Linked DNA regions of Mus musculus: all the other regions are linked to region 3. The links are chromatin contacts, called in public promoter capture Hi-C maps. All regions are on one chromosome and are shown on one strand. The core of a region is the stretch at or near the end of the contact, and the rest is flanking DNA. Distances in the headings are between cores, read along the strand shown. Region 1 holds the start of Pnpla8 (patatin-like phospholipase domain containing 8). Region 2 holds the start of Mipol1 (mirror-image polydactyly 1). Region 3 holds the start of Strn3 (striatin, calmodulin binding protein 3).

Region 1 (4,019 bases), core at 385-2,884, 7.4 Mb after region 3:
GCCAAATGAGATGGCCTGCAGTATTTGGATACCCAGGACTTAACAAAAATAAGCTTCTTTCTTTTTTAAAATGCTCAGCTACAAATAAATGCACCCTATAATTTCCTTGACATTTCAGGATATTTATGTATGACTTTGGTTTCAAAAAGTTAAATTTGTTTTGAGGAGAACAATGTGGATAGAACTTTGAGTGGTACCCAAAGTTAGGAACAGGAAGAAAAGCACTCAAGCAAACCAGGAAGCACTGAAGGAAAGGATCCTCTTAAAAGCAAAGGATAGTAAACCGAATAAAATACAAGCGATTGGGAGTGAGTTGGAACTGGAGGTGAAACAAGAGTCTAGCTCTGACCTTTGCACAAACGTTATGTGCCCCAAATAAAGTAACAAATCCCATCTTTACTGGCTGAAAAAAACAACTTCAAGTACAGACTGTTCTTGTATCAATTCTGCATGGGAAAGTATGGATGTATTAATATAGACTAGTGCAGCTGACCTTTTCACTAATCTGACATCATTATGAAGAGGGCCACTGTTACCAAGATTTTAAAATTAGATGGAGAAATACAAAACAAGATAGAGAATAGAACAATTAGCAAAAACTATGAAGCGAGGTCTTTATATTGGAGATTCATCTAATATGCATACCGAATTTCACAAAATAGCTATATGGAATTTGGTACAACTGACTGCTTCACTAAAACATAAGCTTTTCAATTCACTCTTATGTACTTTTATAATAATCCTCACTTTTTAAAAACATTCTTCCCATTTCCTTGTGGTAATGAACCGCCTTGAGAACCTGAAATATATTTTTGACAATCAGGAATTCGGTCCATAATACAACTTGGAAATGAAAATGGTAATTTTAAATGCATTCTAGGATAGCCGCTTATGTCACATCTATCTCCTAAGATATTCCTTGAAGGTCACTTTTCTTTAAAGTTATTGCTGTAATGGGCGTGAAAACTGGTCGTACCACCCCCCGCCCCGCCCCCAGCATCATGACAGAAATGACAGTGACAAGAGGCTCTGCAACCTGCTGACTCATACAGTTTTTTTCATCTTTTAAAAGGGACGCGCATCTGGTTCTGCTTAAGCAACAGCGCACTGGGATAGGACGGGAAGAAAAAGCAAATCGCTGAGAAGTAAAAATATCCAGCCACCAAAACACAAAGCACACGCTGCCCAGTCAAGGTCGAGGTAGATCAGAGAAAACGTCGCGTCTCCAGTGATCTGCCAGAGAACAGCCCATTCAGGACCCGGCGTGCCACTGCAGAGAGGGGCTGGGCGGGACCACCGGCGGGGGCGGGGCGCAACCAACCAAAACACCCGGCGGCCACGCCCGCGGCATCGGGGCGTCGGGGCCAAGCGCCCGCCAGGACCCCGAGGCCTGCGTATCGGGCCTCCGAAACGCCCGCGGGAGAGCCCGGCGAAGCGCCCACGCCACGGAGGCCACCTGCCACCCCGCCGCCTTCCGGCCACTCACCGGGACGCAGGCAGTAGTCACGGGCGCCGCGGCCGCCACTCGCCTCCCGCCAGCTCTGAGGTCCGCATCGGCCCGCCCGGCCTGCTCGCAGCTGCGGCGCCCGGACCCCAAACACTGGCGTGACCAGCACCACCCACCGCTACGCCCCGCCCCCAGCGGAAGTGACGCAAGCTCTAGGGCCTGTTTTTCTGCCTTCTGCCCTCCTAAGCCTACGTAATAGGGCGTGGCTGTGGAGAGAGGGAGGGGCGGGGAGTTTGTTGGAGCTGAGTGCTTGGGAGAGGCACCGCTTCGGAAGGGGCAAGTGCTACTTTTATGATCTGTTGTGACGGTTAGGCGGAGATCAATGGCTTTTAATCTCAGCGCTGTCTCAGAGTAGAGTGCCTGGTTGCTTGCTTGCGGGTTACCAATAGTTCAGAAATAAGTTCAGCTGGGCTGAGCGTGCCAGAAGACTCTGCGCGCGCTGTGTTGCCTAGGTTCCAGGGAACCGCTTTAACCGCAGCCTGGATGTGAGCAGCCTGGCTGGACCCTGTGATCCTGCTGTGGTGATACCTCCTCTTTGTTTCTAGAACAGCTACGGGGTCTGTCAACTTAAAAGCTCTTTGTCATATACCATCTTGTGGGAGTTAGCGTGTACTACCCCTTTGATGGTCTTGTAATCAACACGTTGAAATTTTTGTATACCAGGGAGGCAAACTACAACCCGCCACAGGTCTAGTGCTATCTAGTTAACTAGACCATCAGATTAGGACCTCAGTGTTCACCTTCAAGAGTAGCAGAGGGCCAGCCCTTAAAATGAAAATGATTGTAAAGCCCTTTAGGAAGGGCATTACATGTGCTGCCAGATTCACTGACAGTTTTTAATTAAGGGGCTTTGGATTACAGAGGTTAAACATTACAAAGGTAAAAAATGTAGTAGGCCTATAAACTCGAGGCGAGAGCAGGCTACATGAGGAGACCTTGACGTTTCTTTCCCCTAAAAATTAAAGAAAAAAAAGAAAAAAGAGTAAATGAGCATACTAGGCATTTGGTTAACACATGATATTGGGTTGTGTCTACCATACTGTCTGGTAAACCCTAGCAGTGTATTAGCTGTTAAATAGCCTCACAACAGCTCAAATATGTACTCCAAAAATTAAGAAAGGCTTGGAAATAACTTTAGCTCTTGATTTTTTTATTATTAATTTACTAATATTAAAATACCCTGACACTATTGAAATGGTAGAAGGTCAGAACTATTACCATAGTGAGCTGTCAGCTCCAGGTTCTGACACAACAAAGAGTAGAGTTTAGAACAGTAGGCAAAGGGGGTGGTCATTGGATGGAAGATTACTAAGAAATGACATCACGTCAAAGGTAACAGACATTCTTGCTGAAAAGAAGCAGATTCTTGGTGAGAGAAGATGAGAATGACCAGATACCAAGAGTGGGGATTAATTTCATATCAACTTAGACGATTCCTCCTAACACTGGACTTAGATAGGTCCAAGGCAGAGGCCAAAAGATGACAGGTACTGTGAAAAGTCATAAAAGGAACCTAACTAAATCTTGGTCAAGCAGTCAGTAACTCACCATGCCTTCTCCCTTTGTTTCTAATGTTTAATAATGTAATTCCTTAAGTTAGATAATATACCCAGATTTTCTTCCTATGTTAGAAATTTCCATGCAACTGTCAATTCCTCCTCTCCTTCCCTTGTCAGTAATTTTACCTCTAATCAGAAATAAAGCTTAATGGATCTTCCTTTACCATCTCTTACAATTTCTTCAGCTCTGTGCTCTCGCCCTCCTTTTTCCTTAGTGTAGAGCTTGCTGTATGTCAGTCTCACATAAACTGGTTCTACAGTTTGTAACTAACCTCTAACCCAGTCTCTTCTGCAGGGAAAGTTATCTTTCAGAATTGCAAAATGATCATGTGTTTTCCCAGAGCAGAAAGATTGGGCCAGGAGCACTTCTTCGGTAAACCACAGGGATGTGACAAGCTTTAACTGTGTGGCTTCTCACCCCTTGCCCAGTATTTTTTACCTTCCAGAAACACCATTATTTTACCATAAACATTGAGCCTTTTCATAATTAGTGCCTCTGTACATGCTCTTGGCTCAGATTTCCTCCTGTCCTAGCCTTCAGATTTGTACTTAAACCAAGAAACTCTTCCTGCTCCCATAGAGCAAACCATTTATTGTACTTAAACTTGCTTCACCTCTAGCCCTCACTGCTCGGGGTTGTGATTTATTCATTTGTATCCTGGCATTTTCCCTACAGGCCAGAAGTATAATGCTGTATTTGTGTTTCTGTTTTCTTATCTGACATATTACCTGTCCAATCATTGACACTACAATTCTATATTATAAAATTTAGGGGAAGAAAAATATTTTATCATTTAATTTCAACCAAAATAAATAAATTCAGTAGTGTACAAAGTAGATTACCTTGCATATTAACAGCAGAGTAATGCCTTCAGAAAACAGTTAACACTTGGAATAAAGATAAGTGTAGCAACTGTTTAGCTATTCACCTATGTAAAACAGACATATGCCTG
Region 2 (4,103 bases), core at 1,552-4,051, 5.5 Mb before region 3:
TACATATGTATGTATGTGTGCATATGTGTGTGTATATATGTATATGTGGATGGCTGGGTGGGTGTGTATCCAGGGAGAAATAGTCTTCATTATTACAAAAGGAGTTTTAACATGTAGCAAATTGTCAGCACTTATTACTACTAAAACACATTAGATATACAAATTGTTATTAGAGATTTGAGCAACAGCATTAATAAGGCACATATAAAACAATCCATCCACTGACAAATCCATATCACTTGTGCAGATATATTTTATAAACAGCTACAAACAGATTAGTAAGAAGTTTTAGTGATTATTCATTTGAATAAGGAATTAAAAAGTCCATGTTTTATATACTTCTTTCTATATGAATTATTTCACAATAAAGATTTTAAAAGTTATTATCAAGTTTTTTTCTATTTTTCAAAGTTCATTCCACAAGATAAAATACAAAGAAGGATTTTGAGCTCTTTGCCTTGTTGCCCTGGATGGCGATGGATGCTGACCCTCCACTATGTTTGTTTTTGGTCATGGTAGTCTTCAAAATCCTCAAGATAAAATACAAAGAAGCCCTGTGGGGTGGTGCCCTCATTTAATCCCAGCACTTGGGAGGCAGAGGCAGGATAATTTCCCTGAGTTCAAGTTCAGCTTGGTCTACATAGCAACTTCTCAAACAGCCAGACTCAAAAGAGAATGTCTTAAGAAAAAGACGGAGACAGATGTTGGTATGTTTAAAGAAGAAACAAGAAGAATATTCAAGATTATAAACTACAGTAAACTGAACCCTGTTATAGTCTAGTTATTTCTAAACTGTACACATATTACACATAATGAAAGCAATCTCAATGTACATACACAAATCTAATGCAGTACTTTAAATTTATACTATATCACATACCTATATATATATTAAAATTAAATTTCAAGACATAATTATACTTCATGAAAATGCAATAAATTGTACACAGGACTTAAGCATGGTTTTGTATGTTTATTAAGCTTTCAAACTTATCACACAAAGATTTTTATTTTATACTGTCTTTGAAGAATAATGTACATGTCCTATTCATATTTGTTTTGCCATTATTACTTTTATCTAGTGAAATAATTCATATTATCTCACTTTTACAAACTTTGCCTCCATTAAATAAATATATTGCTTGGGCTGTAGAGATGGCTCAGTGGTTAAACGCACTGACTCTTCCAGAAGTCCTGAGTTCAATTCCTAACAACTACATGGTAGCTCACAACCATTTGTAATAGGATCTGATGCCCTCTTATGGTGTGTCTAAAGAGAGCAACAGTTTATTCACATACATAAATCTTTAAAGTATATACATATATATATTGCTATATTATTTTCATAGGATTGGATCTAGGTTGGTTTCTTTCAATTTGACAAGACTACCATGACCAAAAACAAACATAGTGGAGGGTCAGCATCCATCGCCATCCAGGGCAACAAGGCAAAGAGCTCAAGGCTGGAACCTGGAAACAGGAACTGAAGCAGAGACCAGGGAGTAACCTTGCTTACTGGCTTGCTCTCCATAGCATGCTTGGTTTGCTTCCTTAACAACTGCGGTCCAACCTGCCTGGGGCTGAAAAAACCCAGTGATCTGGGCCCTCTCATATCAATCATTAATCAAGAAAATGTTCCCAATCTGATGGAGGCAATTCCTCCTTTAACTACCCTCCTCTCAAGTCACTCTAGTTTGAGGCACATTGAGGTACGGGATGATAGCCTATGTAATGATTATGTAACTAACTGTCCTTTGATGTGAGGTTCATTCCAGATGGCAATACGAAACTTTGCAAAGTGAGGTAACTCGTGAGACAGGTTAAAACTGTCCTTCTTTAGCTGTCTACCACCATCGGGAATTAACGGACATCAAAACGCTCAAGGAGCCCTTCCAAAGGCCTATTCTCTTAGAAACCTAGTCTATTCTTCTATCTTGTAGTGTCCAACTTCAAGTACTTCACCAATACCACTGGGTGGTGTCATCCTCCAGTTAGAAAAGCCAGCTCTTGGCCGGGCGATGGTGGCGCACACCTTTAATCCCAGCACTCGGGAGGCAGAGGCAGGCGGATTTCTGAGTTCGAGGCCAGCCTGGTCTACAAAGTGAGCTCCAGGACAGCCAGGGCTATACAAAGAAACCCTGTCTCGAAAAAAAAACCAAAAAGAAAAAGAAAAAAAAGAAAAGCCAAATCTTGAATGTAGTGAAGGCAGAGTTTGCAGCTGCATCTTACTAATGTAGGCGCCGGGCATACTGAACTACACTGGGGTTTTTGCTCGCACTTTGAAGGGTGAGAACTGTGAATCGCTCAAGTGTCCCGCAAAAGCACAGAGTGGATCCGCGGTCCCGCCAGGACTGAAACCCTAACTCGTCAAAGCTTAGAGGAAAAACAGCCCACACTTCCGAGTCATTGTTCGTCCCTTCTTAACTTTTGAAAGACTATGACGCCATGAGGCCGAAACCTGGAGAAGGAGCGGTGTTGTCACCTGAGGACGCCGCGACGCGGGCCACGCAGCGCTCCTGCACCTCCAGGGGCCGCGGCCGGAAGTCCCGGGCGGGCTGCAGGCCACCCTGAGGTTCTCCCCCCTCCCCCAGCCGCTCCCGGTCCACGCCGTTACCTGAGGAGCCGCGGGATCCTTAAGCGCCCACTCCGCTCGCGTAGTTGCCCGGTCCTGTGGCGCCGCCACCGAGGCAGCCAATCGTCGCGCGAAACGCTGCGCGTGCCCCTGAGTAACCAAAAAGAGCAGAGCGGGCGAGAGGAAGCGCGCGAGAGCACGCGGGGACGAGGCTGCGCGCAGCGAGCATGCGCGAGTCCGCTGGCTGCCGCGGGGCGGGGCGGGACGGGGCGGGGCTTCCGGCGAGCTGGAGGGCTCAAGGATGGTTCCGGGCTGCTGGAAAGGAAGGCGACCTCGAGGTCGCGTTCTGTGGGAGGAGCTGACAACCAGTGCGCGCTAACTGGGGAAATGTGTGGTTCTCGGGCTCATCCCATGGAGTATCTTCACTGGGCAGTGGTTTCCTTCTGTGCGCAGTGCTTTGCGGGGACAGAAGGAAAGGTCCTGCGAAGTGAGCCAGAGTGAGACTTAGACATCGGCCAATGGTTTCAGAAAAGCTTTAAGGCTGGTGACATTTTGACTTCAGGACTAGAAAGGGTGTACTCAGAATGTTCAATCGCAGAACTTAAAAGAAAGGGCTGAACGCCAGGGATATTTTTAAAGCGAAGTATAGGAGTAATGTGGAATTCTATTAGATGATATAGCTGATAATATTCGAATATTTTTCTCCTTTTAAAGAAAGAGAAGTAGTGTCCCTATGCTGCCCTATCTAATCTAGAACTCCTGCACCCCACCCTAGCCACTGATGCTCTGGTAATTTAGTGTTGAGCTATTGAAGTCACTCTAACTTATCTATTTATTGAGGGCATACTACATGCCAAGTAGTCTTCTGGATGCTGGGGTAACAGTAATAATAGTAATTTTTTACACCCACAGCAGAAAATTATATTTATTTTCTGAATTAATAGACAAAGTTCGTGAAAGACTTTATTTTGGCTTATAGCAATACGAGATCCGTGTCCACCATGCTAATAAAGGCAGGATGGCAAAGTGGCTAGCCATCCAGTCAAAAAACAAGAGAATAGAAAATGGAGCTGGGCTCTATAACCAAAAAGCAGTGACCCATTTCCTCTAGCAAAGGTTCACCTTTCAGAAGTGCCACATACTCCACAAAGTAGGTGACAGGAGGAATGAAGCATGGAAAAAAAGGATGAGATGACCAGATGGAAATTATTTGGAATAAATAGAGCATAATACTAAAAAGAAAAAGTTTCATTATTTATGTAACTAATGACTAGTACTAGTGACTTGTGACAGATTCAGGCTTTAAATGCATTTTTAAATTTTATTTATTACTTTACATTAGTCGGAGTTGAATCATATTTTTATGTAAACAAACCACCACTAAAAAAATATGATTATGGTGGTACACATCTGTAATTCTGAACCTTTGAAGAGTGAACGTGAATTCCAGGACAGCCTGGGATACATAGCAAAAGTTTCCAAAAAAGAGGCCACACTAACTTCTAAACAATGAGCCCTAGCAGGGCAGTGG
Region 3 (3,675 bases), core at 857-3,356:
AACAACAGTTATCTTTTTGCAGGGTAGGTGGGGGGCAACCTTCCTGTGAGCTGAAGTGTGAAATGAGAAATATAAATGTGCAACTTGCTCTTTTGACATAATCACCAGCCATGTGGGCTTCAGATCCCTAAAAGCTTCCTTGTGTTCATAAAATAGGTACCCAGGATGTAAGTTTTTCTGAGCTTTTTATGTGTTCTTTCTTAAGGAATGGGACTGCTTGAGCCAGCTGTATGCTGATTGTCAATAACTCTTAGATAACAGTACTATTTCTTCATATAAAAAAAAAGATGTATTTACTTATGTGAGTACACTGTTGCTCTCTCAGACACACCAGAAGAGAGCACTGTATCCCATTTCAGATGGCTGTGAGTCACTGTGGTCGCTGGGAACTGAACTCAGGACGCCTAGGAGAGCAGTCAGTGCTCTTAACTGCTGAGCCATCTCTCCAGCCTCATTTCTTCATTTACTAAAGACTACATTTCATAAATATGGTAATAAGTGTAACAGATCGAATTAGTTCTTTATAACACAGCAGACATGACAAAATAAAATGTATTTCTTTTTCTCTCTGAAGTTATATGAAGTCACTTATATGCTCCAATGTGAAAATTTGAATAGGCTTTCAGAGTGAAAATAAAAGTTTAAAAACATAACCAATTTTATATACTATTTCTTGTATAGCTGTAAGTACTGTGTATTTTTCTTTTCATTTGCTGTTACATAGGTTATTAGGTTTTTTGTTTTTTTTTTCCTTCTTCTTCTTTCCTTTTTTGGCTTTTCCAGACAGGGTTTCTCTGTTGTCCTGGCTGTCTGGGAACTCTGCAGACCAAGCTGGTCTGAAACGAAACCCAGAGATCAGGTTGTCTACCTCTGCCTCCCGAGTGCTGGGATTAAAGACATGGTTCACCAAGCCCGGTAGCCAGGCTGTTACCTCAACTTACAGAAAGCCGGGCGTGGTGGCACGCCTCTCATCCCAGCACTCGGGTGGCAGAGGCAGGCGGATTTCTGAGTTCGAGGCCAGCCTGGTCTACAAAGTGAGTTCCAGTTCAGCCAGGGCTATACAGAGAAACCCTGTCTCGAAAAAACCAAAAAAAGAACTTACAGAAAAATGCACACTATAGCACCTAAAAACTGACCCTTTGTGTATGTAGTATTTCATTCTAAAACCATTTAATGATGAAGAAAGATATCGTTGTGTTGATTTAGTTCATCTTAAGTTCTATTTACAATACTTTCATTTTGTTTCGATCAAAATTTCTGCCACTAATGACAATATCTGCGTTCATTGACTTCTAAACATCAGTCTCTTTGAAAGTTATCGTTTGCCATCCAACCCACTATTCTCAAGAATTCAAGATATCACAACTTCTTCAGGAAAAAAAAAAAAAAAAAAAAAAAAAAAAAAAAAAAAGCAATAGCTCAAACACAGAGAATCTCAGAATAATAAAGACTTAAGAAGTTACAACGGGCGGCCAGGAGCACCGAAGTGGGACCAAAGAAGCAGGTTGCGACGAAGCCCAGGAGCCAGTGAGAAAGTCCGGAAGAATCTGGGCTATTTGCCAAACGTAGACGTCTCCAGAATCCTGCAGACTGACTGGTGCCACGAAACCAGAGGTCAAGTGAGTGACAGGCAGAAAAGAGGCCCGACCCTCTGGGACTGAGCAAAACACGCCAGGAATTCTAGAGAAACGTCAGGAATTCCAGGGCAGTACGGAGGACGCCTTGCACGCAGCTCCAGAGCCCAGGCCCTCAGCTGAGACCCACGCTGCCCCTAAGGATACGTGCGTGAGGAAAACGACCCGGAAGCCCGACGCCCACGCGCTTCCCCAAAGTCAAGGCAGCATCCAGATTCCACAGGCGTAGAAAAGCTGGGGCCCGGCGCCCGAGTTGGGGCGGGGCCCAGGCCTTTCCCCGCCTCCCGAAGAGCGGTCCATCCTCAGTGCGCCTGCGTGGGGTGAGGCCGGACTCTTTTTGGCTCTCCGGAGTGCGGCTTGCAGCGGCGTTCTCTACCCAGCGTGCCGTGCGCGAGCGGCGGCCCTCCGTCCCTCCTCCTCCTCCTCCGTCCCTCCTCCTCCTCCCGCCGCGGCCCCCCTCTCCCCCAAAGTGAGTGAGTGAGACGGGCAGATGGAGGAGGTACCGTAATGGCGGCGGCCGGCAGCTCCCTGCTCTGATCCGCGGCAAGCACACGGCAACGACCCCCTCCCCGGCCGTCTCCCGGCCGGCCCCCCGCCCTGCGGTCGGCGCGGGGCCACCGTCCCGGCCCTCCCCGCAGCTGTCGGCGTCTGGCACTGCGCCCCGGCCGGGGCCCCACACACAATGGACGAGCTGGCCGGAGGCGGCGGCGGCGGCCAGGGGATGGCAGCCCCTCCCCGGCCGCAGCAGGGACCCGGGGGGAACCTGAGCCTGCCGCCGGGAGCGAACGGAGCGCCGGGCGGCGGGGGTCCTCCGGCCGCCGAGGCGGCGGGGCCCCCGGCAGGCCCGGAGCTGTCCCGGCCGCAACAGTACACGATCCCGGGGATCCTACACTACATCCAGCACGAGTGGGCTCGCTTCGAGATGGAGCGGGCGCACTGGGAGGTGGAGCGGGCCGAGCTGCAGGTACGTCACCCGTCACCCCTCTCGACTGCGAGCTGGGGCCGGGGCCACGGGCCGCGGGGGTGGGGCCGGGGCTGAGGCCCGTGCCCTCAAGGGCGGAGGGGACCTACCTGAGCCGCTCCGGCCGGCGAGCGGTGACGGCGCGCCCGGCTCCCTCCTCACGGGCGGCGCGCTGCGGGCATCCTTGGGGCAGCCATTTTGGCTTTTAGCATGGCGTCCGCAGGGCTCCTCCGGAGCCACCTCTCCTGGGCCTCCGGGGTTTGGGCCCAGCGCCTCTGGGCGAGAGTCTGGCGTGGGCCCGCTAGGCACTGAGTTTGCGCTTGTGGGTCCCCTTGAGGGTGAGGCCACGCGGAGAGGGCCTGGGATGAGCGTCTTTGCCTCCTGGCTCCTGCACCCCCTTCCGATGTGGCGTCCTGCCCCCTCCCCCGCGCCTCGGTACGCACTTGCCCCTTGACAGCCACGCCGCTTCGGGCTACCGCCGCGCACAATGGCTCGCGGCCGGCCGGACAAGTTTGCCTTCCCATCCTCAACTCCTTTAAGTACCTGCGATGCCGCTCTACTCACTTGGATTTCCTTTAGCGCTTACTGATTCATCAACACTTTAACTGAATATTTCTCTCTTGAGTCGGCTTCTCTAGAGTTCCCTACTATATTCATGTTTTTACTGATGCAAAGCAAAGCTGGGCTGTCAGTACAGTATTTAGGAAATGTCTGCGGAAAGAATTGGTCTTAATTTGAAGTAGACCGTACTTATCGCTTAGTACAAGCTAAAACGGAGTTAAATGTCCACTTAATGTGATCCTCTGACAGACTTGGGTTATCCTAACTTTTGGAAGGTGACAGTTGCGGGTTCATGCCTTGAATTTTTAAAATTGCTGCATCTGTTTGAAAGGATTATTCAAGCTGGAGGATGACTGCGTTTAGTTTTAAGTTCCTTTCCAGGGTTTAATTTAAGCTTAGAAGAAAAAAAGCGTGTATCTAATTAAGCGTTGCACCTGTTTTTCAGACTTATAAATTTCGACATAAGCAATATTGTTCGTTATTATACACACACACACACAATAACTTTGGTGAGAAATA

The links. Promoter capture Hi-C pulls out the DNA fragments that hold promoters and counts their contacts.
Region 1: a contact with region 3 is called in a promoter capture Hi-C map of pre-B cells, with 3 times the contacts expected there. The contact joins the promoter of Pnpla8 here to the promoter of Strn3 in region 3. A contact is called at or near these places in 3 of 39 promoter capture datasets (cranial neural crest, liver and pre-B cells).
Region 2: a promoter capture Hi-C map of pre-B cells shows a contact between it and region 3, with 4 times the contacts expected there. The contact joins the promoter of Mipol1 here to the promoter of Strn3 in region 3. A contact is called at or near these places in 1 of 39 promoter capture datasets (pre-B cells) and 1 of 484 Hi-C or Micro-C datasets (CD4 T cells).

What each region holds. Positions count from the first base shown.
Region 1 is chr12:44,266,769-44,270,787 of GRCm38.p6, reverse strand. Pnpla8 (patatin-like phospholipase domain containing 8) reads right to left here and starts at 1,634. Exons shown (of 10, transcript NM_026164.2): 1 at 1,487-1,634.
Region 2 is chr12:57,229,123-57,233,225 of GRCm38.p6, reverse strand. Mipol1 (mirror-image polydactyly 1) reads right to left here and starts at 2,801. Exons shown (of 10, transcript NM_001164370.1): 1 at 2,615-2,801. Prps1l3 (phosphoribosyl pyrophosphate synthetase 1-like 3) reads right to left here and starts at 2,814. Exons shown (of 2, transcript NM_001037746.3): 1 at 2,615-2,814.
Region 3 is chr12:51,690,345-51,694,019 of GRCm38.p6, reverse strand. It overlaps Strn3 (striatin, calmodulin binding protein 3), which reads left to right and starts at 2,106. Exons shown (of 18, transcript NM_052973.2): 1 at 2,106-2,598. The coding sequence starts at 2,317. It overlaps Ap4s1 (adaptor-related protein complex AP-4, sigma 1), which reads right to left and starts at 3,054. Exons shown (of 6, transcript NM_021710.4): 1 at 2,706-3,054.